3 separate regions of the Gossypium hirsutum genome follow, and regions 2 and 3 are each linked to region 1. The links are chromatin contacts, called in public Hi-C maps. All regions are on one chromosome and are shown on one strand. The core of a region is the stretch at or near the end of the contact, and the rest is flanking DNA. Distances in the headings are between cores, read along the strand shown. Region 1 holds the start of LOC107941334 (IQ domain-containing protein IQM3). Region 2 holds the start of LOC107892301 (transcription initiation factor TFIID subunit 12). Region 3 holds the start of LOC107935674.

What was found. Hi-C and Micro-C count contacts between places; a contact is called where the count stands out from the background.
Region 2: a contact with region 1 is called in a Hi-C map of fibers, with 3 times the contacts expected there. The contact joins the promoter of LOC107892301 here to the promoter of LOC107941334 in region 1. A contact is called at or near these places in 15 of 34 Hi-C or Micro-C datasets (anther, callus, fibers and 4 more).
Region 3: a contact with region 1 is called in a Hi-C map of leaf, with 2.3 times the contacts expected there. The contact joins the promoter of LOC107935674 here to the promoter of LOC107941334 in region 1. A contact is called at or near these places in 3 of 34 Hi-C or Micro-C datasets (all in leaf).

The regions. Positions count from the first base shown.
Region 1 is chrA01:56,151,338-56,155,072 of Gossypium_hirsutum_v2.1, reverse strand. LOC107941334 (IQ domain-containing protein IQM3) reads left to right here and starts at 1,864. Exons shown (of 8, transcript XM_016874892.2): 1 at 1,864-2,372; 2 at 2,455-2,569; 3 at 2,688-2,753; 4 at 2,833-2,921; 5 at 3,070-3,157; 6 at 3,245-3,391; 7 at 3,489-3,581. The coding sequence starts at 2,014.
Region 2 is chrA01:55,989,819-55,993,553 of Gossypium_hirsutum_v2.1, reverse strand. It overlaps LOC107892301 (transcription initiation factor TFIID subunit 12), which reads left to right and starts at 1,927. Exons shown (of 10, transcript XR_001682609.2): 1 at 1,927-2,519; 2 at 2,614-2,769; 3 at 3,346-3,735.
Region 3 is chrA01:56,297,850-56,301,584 of Gossypium_hirsutum_v2.1, reverse strand. It overlaps LOC107935674, which reads right to left and starts at 2,100. Exons shown (of 3, transcript XM_016868297.2): 1 at 1,123-2,100; 2 at 385-583. The coding sequence starts at 1,806.

The DNA.
Region 1 (3,735 bases), core at 615-3,114:
TACCTACCCACTCTTATGCATACAAGGCATTCTCAAACAACAAAGATCATACCAGTCATAACATTCAAAGAACACCCATGTATGGAGTAAAGAAACTCACCTGATGCATCTTTGCCTTATCAGCTTAGCTTTTCTGAACATCAAAGCTTCTATTCTCTAGCTCACTAGATTCTCCATTTTTCAGACACAAACCCCGTGATCATCGCTCCATGTAGAGCTTCCTATAATTATCTCTTCTTCGAAGCAACAAAGAAGAATATGAAGAAGAGAAGAAAATTAAACAAAATTGAGAAGAATTCACCTAGGAATTCATTTCTCAGCTATTTATAGCACTTTATGTACGGTTACCAACCCTATAAAAATCATCCATTGGTAATCATTTTGTCTCCCACTATCAAACTAGTTGGTTCTCATCCAATGGAACTAGAATTGAAACTTAACTATGTCCAAATTAGCCGCTAAATTTTCCTATTTTTCAATAGAAACCACCAACTTATGGTTTCTTTCAATTTGACCCCTAATTATTCCTAATTTTTTGGCTTAAGGAAAATTAGGTGTGACAATGAGGATCATTAAAAGCAACTTGAGTTGCTTGAAAAAGAAAAAGCTTTATCTAACAAAGTTTCTCCAAAAATATTTGAAAAGGGAAAAAATTCAAAGGCAAACTTTGTTAAAGTACTACTATAAACAAGGACATCCTTTCTAAATGAATACCTAAGGGGACCAAAATTATAAGAACTAATGCTGGACCCAAAAGAATTAGGGTTTCACCAAGCAACCGTTGTCGACCCGATTTGCATTTCATCTTTTGTACACCACACAACAACTCCTTCCTGCTGGAAACCTTATTGTCGCCAACTCTGCTATAGGTTAATGTAACGAGTTCAGCATCTTTGGTGGAGAAAATGAGTAAATTGGGTATATTGAAAAGCCCTTGTGCTTTTCACTATGACTATGATCTTAGACTTCTGCATGGATTTTATAAAGCATCCTCCTTTGATAAGGTGAAACTTGTTGCCGTGCCCGTATAACCACTGCCAACTAGGGCCCCCAACTACATTCTATCCTTTGACAGTACAACATTTGTAAACTTGAAGCCCTAGTTACACTACAACTCATGACCATATAATCACCGTCAACTAGGACCTCGAGTTGCAATGCGATCTCGACTTCTCAAGTGGTGGGACCATATAAAGTATCTTGTTTTACAAATCAAAGAGTAATTATAAAAGAATTATATTAGAAATAAATAATATAAAGTATTCAATAAGGATATCATTGTATTTGTAAAAAATTATAAATAATTTTTAATAAAATGAAAATTTAAAAACATACATTAGAATCAAATGAAAATGATTTTTGAAATTGAAGTTTTTATCTTATAATGTGATTATCCGTATTAAACAAAATAAAATAAAATAATGAGAAATTTTAAAAAATTACCGCTTATTTACATAAAATTTTAGAACTTATATTTATACAAATTTTTAGAACACACTCTTATTTTACTTTGAAATAATTTTAGTCTTATTTAAAATTTAATCAATGTTGAATTTATTTGTTTTATATTTTTTTAGTTTAACTAAAATAGATTTATGGCACTCAATTTTTTTCAATTAGATTAATAAAATTCAATAATAATAATAATAACAAAATCACAAAAATCCTTACTCAAAGACTGTTAAAGCCAGATTTATGATTTATGAGGCGGAGCAATGTCAGTCCATAAATATATATCATAATTGATTTTACTTTTGAGTATGCTTGGTCACTAGTTTGTTTTGTCTCGAGCGAGTTACACAAAATCTCACTCTCAACCTCAGCGCGTAACACACACGCACTTCACTAACTCTTAATCCAACTGGAATCTATTTACAAATTTACAAGTGGGTTTCCCGGCGATTTTCTAAGTCCTTGGCTCTGGTTTTTTCTTTTAAGTATTCTCTCCAAAACCAACGACCCTAAGATTCTCTCTTTCTAAAACTCCTTCAAATTTGGCTACCAAGAAAAACAATGGAAGTAATTGAAAGTCAAGCAGCTGTTTCGAATTTCGATCTCCAGTCAAAGTCTCCGTTTTATAACATTTCCTCCACCGACATTACGAACGCCGGCTTACTTGGGGAATCCGAATTTGTATCTGTGGATAGTCCGAACCAAGCTAGCGAATCGGATTTCCCGACGGTGGTTAATGGTGGTGGTTTGAAAATGCTGCTGGAGCCGTTATCCGACGGCCGAGATTCTCCGGGTTCGAATCAGACGCGCAGTGGCGGTTCTTCTCATTCCAACGCCGCCGTTAAGGTCCAGAAGGTGTATAGGAGTTACCGGACACGGCGTAGGTTAGCAGACACCGCTGTTGTCGCTGAAGAACTCTGGTAGTTTCTTTCATAAAATCTTTGTCTGTCTTCAAAATATATATTATTTAATACTAATAGTAAATATTTTTATTATTTTCAGGTGGCTGGCTTTAAATTATGCAAGGCTTAATCACAGCACAATTTCCCTTTTTAATTATTTGAAACCAGAAACTGCTGCTTCAAGGTGGAATCGCGTTGGCTTAAATGCTTCTAAGGCATTTTCTTCTTCTTCTTCTTCTTTTTATTTTTTTTTTCTTTTACCTCCCAGTTTCCATGTTCTGTCTTTTTTTTTTAGTTAATTTTCATAAATAATTAAGTTGGGAATTTTGTCAGGTCGGGGAAGGGTTGTCCATAGACGCCAAAGCACAAAAATTGGCTTTTCAACATTGGATTGAAGCTGTAATTTACTCTTCTGTATCTTTTTATTAAACAAAATATATTGGATAATTTTGAATCTAACACTTTTTTTCAACTGTAGATTGATCCACGACACCGTTATGGCCATAACTTACATATTTACTACGATGAATGGTGCAAAACTGATGCTGGTCAACCATTTTTCTACTGGTAAACCCCAAACATTTTTCTCATTCTATTAATATTGGTAGGAAGACCAAATTAAAGTAGATGGACTAAATCTTCAAATTGAGCATAGTACTAGGACAAAAATAATGATTTCACCTTTTTTCTTTCTTTCTTATTTTGTTTCCTACAGGTTAGATATAGGTGATGGCAAAGATGTCGATCTCGAAGAATGTTCAAGATCAAAGCTTCGAAAACAATGCATCAAGTATCTCGGACCTGTATGTATGCAAACTCATATGTTAGATTCAATCTCTTTTTCCAAATAAGATTGAATGAAATTGTTAATTCCCTGTTGTTGTAAACAGCAAGAAAGGGAACATTATGAGTACATTGTTGTTGAAGGAAAGATTATCCATAAACAAACTAGAAATGTCCTTGATACATTCCAAGGCTCGAAAGAAGTTAAATGGATATTTGTTATGAGCACCTCGAAGAAATTGTATGCCGGCGAGGTAAACCATCTGGCTTGAACCGCAACTTTTAGATTAAATACTTACTAGATGTATGAAAACCCAAAAATGTCTTTAATGTCTTTTCGGTACCTTGCAGAAGAAGAAAAGAATGTTCCATCATTCTAGCTTCTTAGCTGGTGGAGCAACGCTAGCTGCTGGTAGATTGGTGGTGGAGAAAGGGATACTAAAGGTATAAGTTTGTAACAATTTAGGATTTAGTAGTGTACTCAGATTTTGTTACGGGCTGCCAATATTGATAGTTGCATTTGAATGGCCGGATGACTTATACGATGTATGTGAGACATGATTTTGTTTGTTTTTCAGTCCATCTCTGCATATAGCGG
Region 2 (3,735 bases), core at 678-3,177, 160 kb after region 1:
ATCCTTATTAGCAGACCCCTCACTATCCTGGCCAAGTTCAATTGCCAGCATGGGTCTCTTTCCCATTATTTTTTCTAATAAACCATTAAATTTACGGCCCAAATTAACAGTCCTTGTACTACCTAAACTGGGATGCATAGTAGGCCCCATAAAGGACTCAAGGCCTGCATTGCCCCCACGGCCTATACCCTTACTAGAACGTAAACCTTCTTTAGGCATTTCCTTAACATTAGCCTTATTACCACCTAAAGCCTTATTCACCTTCTCCTTATATTTTCCTCCCGAAATTCCTTCATCAGCATCACCATTACTATTTCCCATCTCCCCATTTAGCTCCATAAATCTGGATCCTTACGGTTCTTTCCTAGTTTTCACCGTGTCATTAGCCCGTAAATCTATTTAACTACGTCGCGATTTCCTTTCCACCAACATCCACAGTCCGTACTTCGATCCTATCCTTCATTCTATTTTGGCGATGGCTTCGCCTAAGTTAGCAACCACTGCTTCTACATTACTTTCCTAGGTTAGATCTACCATTATTGATAGGCACAAATCTTTGACATGTCTATACTTACCACAAGAAAAACATATTGTTGGAAGTGCATCATATTCCACTCGTTAGAAGACGCCGTCGACCATAACCTGAGAAGGCAAATGCTTGTTAATGTTAATAAACACAACCAGGCGAGCAAACTGGCCTCTGGTTCTGCTATCAGTTTGAAAATCCAATTTTGCCACTTTTTCGACCAGCCCCCCGATAACCTCTATGATCTTCCGTTTGTATATAAATCCAGGGATTCTTGATGGCCGGGTTCAAGCCATCACCACATTGGGATATGGTTGTAACAGACTAAAATCTTTAGTCCAAGGTTGAATAGTAATGTACTGGCTATAAATGATCTATGATCCCTGAGTCAATACTTGATTACAATCTTCATTGTTTTGAAACTTAACAAAAAAAATTATTTTCTATGTCCATGAGATGGAATGGTTTTGTAGGTTTCCATAAGCTACTTATTTGATTATAAATAGTGTTATAACCAATGCTTTGCCTTAAAAGCTTGAGTCGACCGTCAATTCCATCTCTTTGAAGAGAATTTCTTAAATACTGTTTGAGAAGACAATTGCTGGAATCCCATTGACCATGGTCGTACTCACATCACCTTCTAGCAACTCAAAATCACTTTCATTTCCCTCGCTAGGATCATTACAAACCATACCAGAAATGACTGCTCCTCCCCTCAAAAGCTTGTCCTTCCAAGATAGATTCGGGGTCAGATAAAAGTCCACACCCACAGTAGCAATCTCCCTTTCGATTCCTTTTTTGAATCTCACTTTCGTAGTGTTCCAATCCCTGTCAGATCTGGAATCACCAAAACCTCCTTCACTGGAATTTTGCATATTTTAAGAGCTTTTTTCTTTGACTATTCTTTATGCTTTCTCGTTAATCCACTTTTTAAAATCGTTGATAAATTTTTACTTTTAACCCTTAATAAAATGGTCGAAAGAAAATTTCTAAATGATGCAAATGAGAATATTTAAGGAATTAATAATATTAATTAAATAACTTAGTAGTATCTAAAATGATGATGCCTATTTTGATGCATTAAGTGTATTAAGCAATGGTGATTAGATGCAGAATGATAGTTTGATGAACTTAATAATTGAAAATAAATCCAATAAAAGCAGATTACAATTATCCAATTTAATACAGATAATAAATAAATTTGAAGATTACAACTATCCAATCCCCATAGAAAATTTGCAGATATTATAAGCAATATTTATTACCCTTTCCTTATATTTAGTGCAAACATTTTCATTCAAACCCCGAAACAAAGAAATAGGATTAAATTGACAAATTTTATAAAATTAAGATCTAAATTTGTAGTTTAGCCGATAGCTTATTTTAATGTATGTTTTAAAAGTTCAGAGAAGAAAAAGAGAGCTCGTCTACAGTTGGTAAAACAAATCACCTTCCTCTTCAATCCTTCCATCCTTCCATCCTTGCACTCCTGATGGATCAACAGCAACCACCTCCGCCAACCCCTAATGCTCCTCCTCCTTCCTCCGCCGTCGACCCACCTCCGCAACCACAGCCGCAGCCACAAATTCAACAACAAACAACGCCAACGCCCCCGTCAACATCCTCTACCGCAATCCCTAACCCTAACCCCAACCCTATCCTGAAACCCTTACCTTCCGCCATACCACCACCGCAACAGCCGCCGCACCCTAAACCAGCTCTCCCCTCTCATCAGCCAAGACCCGCCGCTGCATTCTCGAGGCCATGGCAACAACACTCTTCCCAGTTCACTCATTTCTCTTCCTCTTCTCCTTCCGCCTCATCGCCTCCTTCCCCTTCATTTTCCTCTCAGCCGCGAGGCAGCATTGCCCTCGGTGTTCCTTCGTCCCATTCTGGCCCCTTGCCTCCTTCTCCTTCACCTTCGCAATCCACTCCGTTTACCGGTTCCTTTGGCCATTCCTTCGGTGGAACCTCTAGTTCCAATGTTTCCCAGGTTGGATTTTAAGCTTGTGGGTTATTTTCATTCACGATTTTGAGCTTTTGATGCTGAAATTTCCTCTTCTTGTGATATATATATTTTTTCATAGGCAAGGCCGATGATGCGAGGAATAGGGATCGGATCATCAGTTGGTTCAAGTTCACAAATGAGACCAGGTGGGATTTCTGCTCAGCATCAACAAAGGCCTTTGCAATCATCTCTTAGACCAACATCTTCACCAACTAGCCAGTCCGCTTCTACCCAAGTTAGTATTATTTTTAAGGATTAATGTATATTATTTCTTTTTATTAATTTAAATGACATTGATTTTTTGTCAATAATGTTCTAATGATGCTAAAAAATGTTAGTTGAATTTAAATGGTCGCAGTAATAACAGTTTTAGCATATTTTAATAGAGTTTTTAATAATGTTTTAGAATTTTAAGAATGCTTAGAACTGTTGGTTGAATCTAGAAAATACTAATCCTTTCTCCCTCACTTTTATTATTATTTTAATCTTAGTTTGAATATAGTATTGGTAGGTTGAAGTAAGCTGCTTTAAGGAGTTCGTCAAGAGAGCTAAGGTGTTATTATCTACTATATAACACATTATTGTTGCCAACAGCCTCTTGGCTTCATGACCAGATTCTTGTATTGTGTGGCATGAGAAATAGGGTTCGATCCTTACATACCAATCCCCATTCTCCTATCATCGAATGTGAAAGAAAAGAACGCATTATTGTCATCATGATTATAAATGTGGGGTGAATTTGTGTTTGATGCCTTTCCTTGAATATTATGTGACCTTTTTTTTCCTTGTTTTATTTTTCATTTTTTTGTAGAATTTCCAAGGGCATGGCCTTATGAGAGTGTCAGCGGTTGGTTCCTCTTCTTCAACACCAAGTACTCCACAAACTCCACAATCCCCTAATCAGCCGTGGCTATCATCTGGAGCGCAAGGGAAGCCACCTTTGCCACCCCCTTGGCATAGACCACAGATTAATGCACCATCCTTGCAGCCGAGGGCACATATACCCCAGCAACATCATTCATTGCAAACAATTTCACAACAGCAGCATGTATCATCTCCACAGGTGCCACCACAAAATATATCGTCGATTCAGCAGCAGGAACCTTTTGAGCAACAGTTTTCGCAATCAAGGGCCTCACAATCTCTACCTCATCAACAACAAGATTCCAGATCCCAGGGCTCTGCAAATCAAAAGCCTTCT
Region 3 (3,735 bases), core at 851-3,350, 150 kb before region 1:
CAAACCCAGAAAAGTTTTCAAGTAAAAGATTATGTGGCCCAACAATTTAAGACAGATCTCCTAACTTTGTAATGTGGGTCACTCCTGAACTTATGACAAACAATGCTGTCAGTTTCAACAGGTCACTTTAACCTAACTTGATGTACAAGTTAACATATAATGCCAGCAAAATTTTCATGGATCCCACATGCACCATCATCATCATCATCATCAGAAGCTATATTCATTTGCATATGTAATCTACAACTTTTATAGATACATGGCTAACAAGTCTTAAGCAAATCCATGGATTTGGACTAATAAGCAAAGTTAACTGACAAAGACTTCACAGAGCATAAGGGAATGATACAAAATTTAATTGAAAGCAATTAAAAGAAAACGTACTTTGTACAAATGCATAGGTGCATTCAAGATCGAAACAATCGATCCCATTATCACCATCGTCAACATCCGCATGTCTGTCATCATCCTCGAATGGACGGTCCAAAACAGAAACAGGACTGCATTGTTCTTCTTCTTCTTCTTCTTCTTCTTCAACTTGCAATCTTTTTAAGCTTTCTAATTCATAATTTTCCTTCTCATGCTACAATTCAATAAATCAGCCACTAATTAAGAAATGCTCATTTTCAAATAACAGTTATAATCATGGTATTAGCTGAAACTTCCATAATTTTGTTCATATAAGATTTGCAAGATAGAAACATAATCAAAGGTACAATTAAACAAAATGAAATGACTAAATGACATATATAACCCTTAATACCAGTCAAATAAACCAGAAACCAGCAGGCATATATGCCAATTCAGATTAAATTTCAGCGGTCTAAATATGGTTTTAGTCCCTCTAGTATGCTAATGTTTGAGATTTAATCCTTCTACTTTAATTTTAGCATAGTAGAAGACTAAAACGGCAATTAGACCCCAAAAATCTGCAGCAAAGTGATTCAATTTGCCGACAGTTCAAGCAAGTCAGAGAACTCAGTCACCTGAGTCACGAGTTTACTCTCCCCCCCCCCCAAAAAAAAGAAAAAACAAACAAAATGAAGAAGCTTTAACCAGATCAGAGTTGCAGTTTTAATTAACCAATTGATTATAAGTAATCATTCAATTAAAGGCACTCACCTTTCTTTCATGGAGACTAGGAGATGTAGCCGAGAAAGAAGGGCTTGTTTGAAGCACAAAACGTAAAGGGCTTTGAGAAAAGTGCTTATCAAAAGAAGCAAAAGTTGAGTTATTTCCCACAACTTCATTGGAAATGAGAACCTCTTCAAAATCCCCTGATGGACTAGAGCTACATGAAGTATCCATGTCCATTTCTTCATTGCTTTGGGACCAAACATCACTGGTAGGCGTACCAGTGTAAGAAATTGAACCACACTTGTCTTCACTCATTACATTGTTTTTGCTCACAGTTGGATCCCACCTCAAAATGTCCTTCACTGAAACTTTTGATCCTTTTGTAGCTGTTTCAGGCTTTGGGTTTTTGGTACGATGAGTTAGCCTCTTTAGAATGGAACCAAATAACCCAAAAGCAGTGCCATTGGTGTTTTTGGTGTTGGGGGTTTTAGGTTGAAAGAAAGGAGATTTGTTCAAGTCTGGTGAGTCATGGAAAGAGAAAAGGCAAGCTTTTTTGCAGAAATTTAAAGGAAAGTTGGAGATTTGAGAGATGGGCTTTGGTTTATGGAGTTGAAGATGAGTTTTAGGTGGTGATTTCTTGAGTTGACAACGCCTATCAGCAATGTAATTCTTCAAAAGGAATGGCTCTTGATCCTCTTGAAGTAACTCGTGCAAATGCTTCCGAGCCATCGTTCAAAAGATCTATTTGAATTTCCCTTTCACTTTTGACAGTGTAATTAGAAAAATCTCGACAAGCTTTGAGTTTCAGCACAGTGGAAGAGTTGAAGAGAATTCAACTTTAAACCAGAAAAAAATCAACGCAGCAAAAGATAAGATTTTGATGAAGAAGACGAAGAAGTTGGCCTATAAATGAATAAATAGGGAGAAAAAATGAGAAAGGAAAGAATGAGGAGAGTTCCCTTCTCTGATTCAAATCTTGAAGGTTCACAATATCGAGGTGAAGATAGTGATAAAAAGAAACTTATTATAAAATAATAATACTGAAAGGATTTTACATTTTACCCAAAAAACAACCAATAAATAAAGGGGTTTAATTCTGATTTCAGTCCTTGTACACTTTACATTTTTATAACTTAGTCTCTATTTTTAATTCTTAATATTATTAATTGATTTTGTTAAATTTGAATATGCTCTACTTTTTAAATTATACCTTTAAATTTTAAAATTCAACTTTAATGTTAAAATGAAAAGAAAATTATAATAAAATGGGTAACGTACAGAGATTATGGGCATAAATAAATCTCACAAAAGTAAAAGAAAATTAAAGAAAGAGAGAGTAAAATAAATAAATTTTATTCTAGCCAAAAAAGAAAGTAAATTTATATATAGTATATAAAAAAACATAATTACGGATTTAAATTGATTTTTCCAATATCTAAAGAAAGATATCGATTTTGAAGAGAGAAACTAAAAACGCATCCTGTATGAAATATTTTCTTTTGACGTGTCTGAAAAAGCATTCTAGAAAATGTGTTTTCTTTAATGACTTAATATGTCAGTTCTTTTTGTTCATGATTAAATGTTATTAAGACTCGAGTTTGGTTCCTCTCTTATTTGCATTTATATTCTTAATTTTGTGTTGTTTTAATTTTTTTAAATTAAATAAAAGAGTTATTAATTAAAAAGATGAATTAAAAAAATTTGAAAATATATTTATTAATTAGTAATTAAATTTTTTTAAAAAAAATTAAAATCAACATGAAAATAAGAATACAAATGTGCCACGAATAATTACCCATCTAATTAAAAAAACTGATGTATTAAGTTTACTAGATCTCTCTTCAAAATTAATTTATTTTCCTAAATATTGGAAAATTTTACCCATTTCCCCTGTTTATCTTCCAAAATTCATCAAATATTATTAATTTACTCATAAAAACAATCTCCTATGTATTTGTCACATTGTGTTTTTCATGAGCGATGACACAAATAATAAAAGACAACCCATTATGAAAAGATAAATGATAAATAATTGTCACTAAAACAATAAGAATGATATAGATGAAAGAGTCGTGCATGTAAAGACTTCCTTAATTATTATTATTATTATTATTGTTTGTTAATTCGAGTATTAATTTTCATTCCATTAAAAAATTTAATATTTAATTTTTTTAAAAAAAATGAGTTTGATAATTATAATAAATTTTATTTAATTCAAAATTTTAAAAAATATTAAATAAAATAAATGTTGATTACTTATTATTTAATGTAGAACATATTAAGTTGATTTTATTTATTAAAATATTAAAATAATTTTTTTTTAAAATAAGATATTCAAATTATCATATGTATCTTTTATTTAAAATTATTCAAAATAATATAAAATGTTATATTAATAAAAATTAAAATTAAAAATAATTACTTTTTAAAATCAATATTTACTTTTATCAAACAACATAATTATATGTTTTACTTATATTTATTAATTTGCTAAACTATTTTCTAATATAAATTCATTTATAAAATTAACAATAAAAATTTAATATTTTATTTTTTAGTAATTAAATTTTTAATTTAGCAAACATACCCTTAATTAAAAAAAAAACCCAAACACTAAGAAGCTGGTGACAGGAAAATATTAATTTTTATGCATTCATC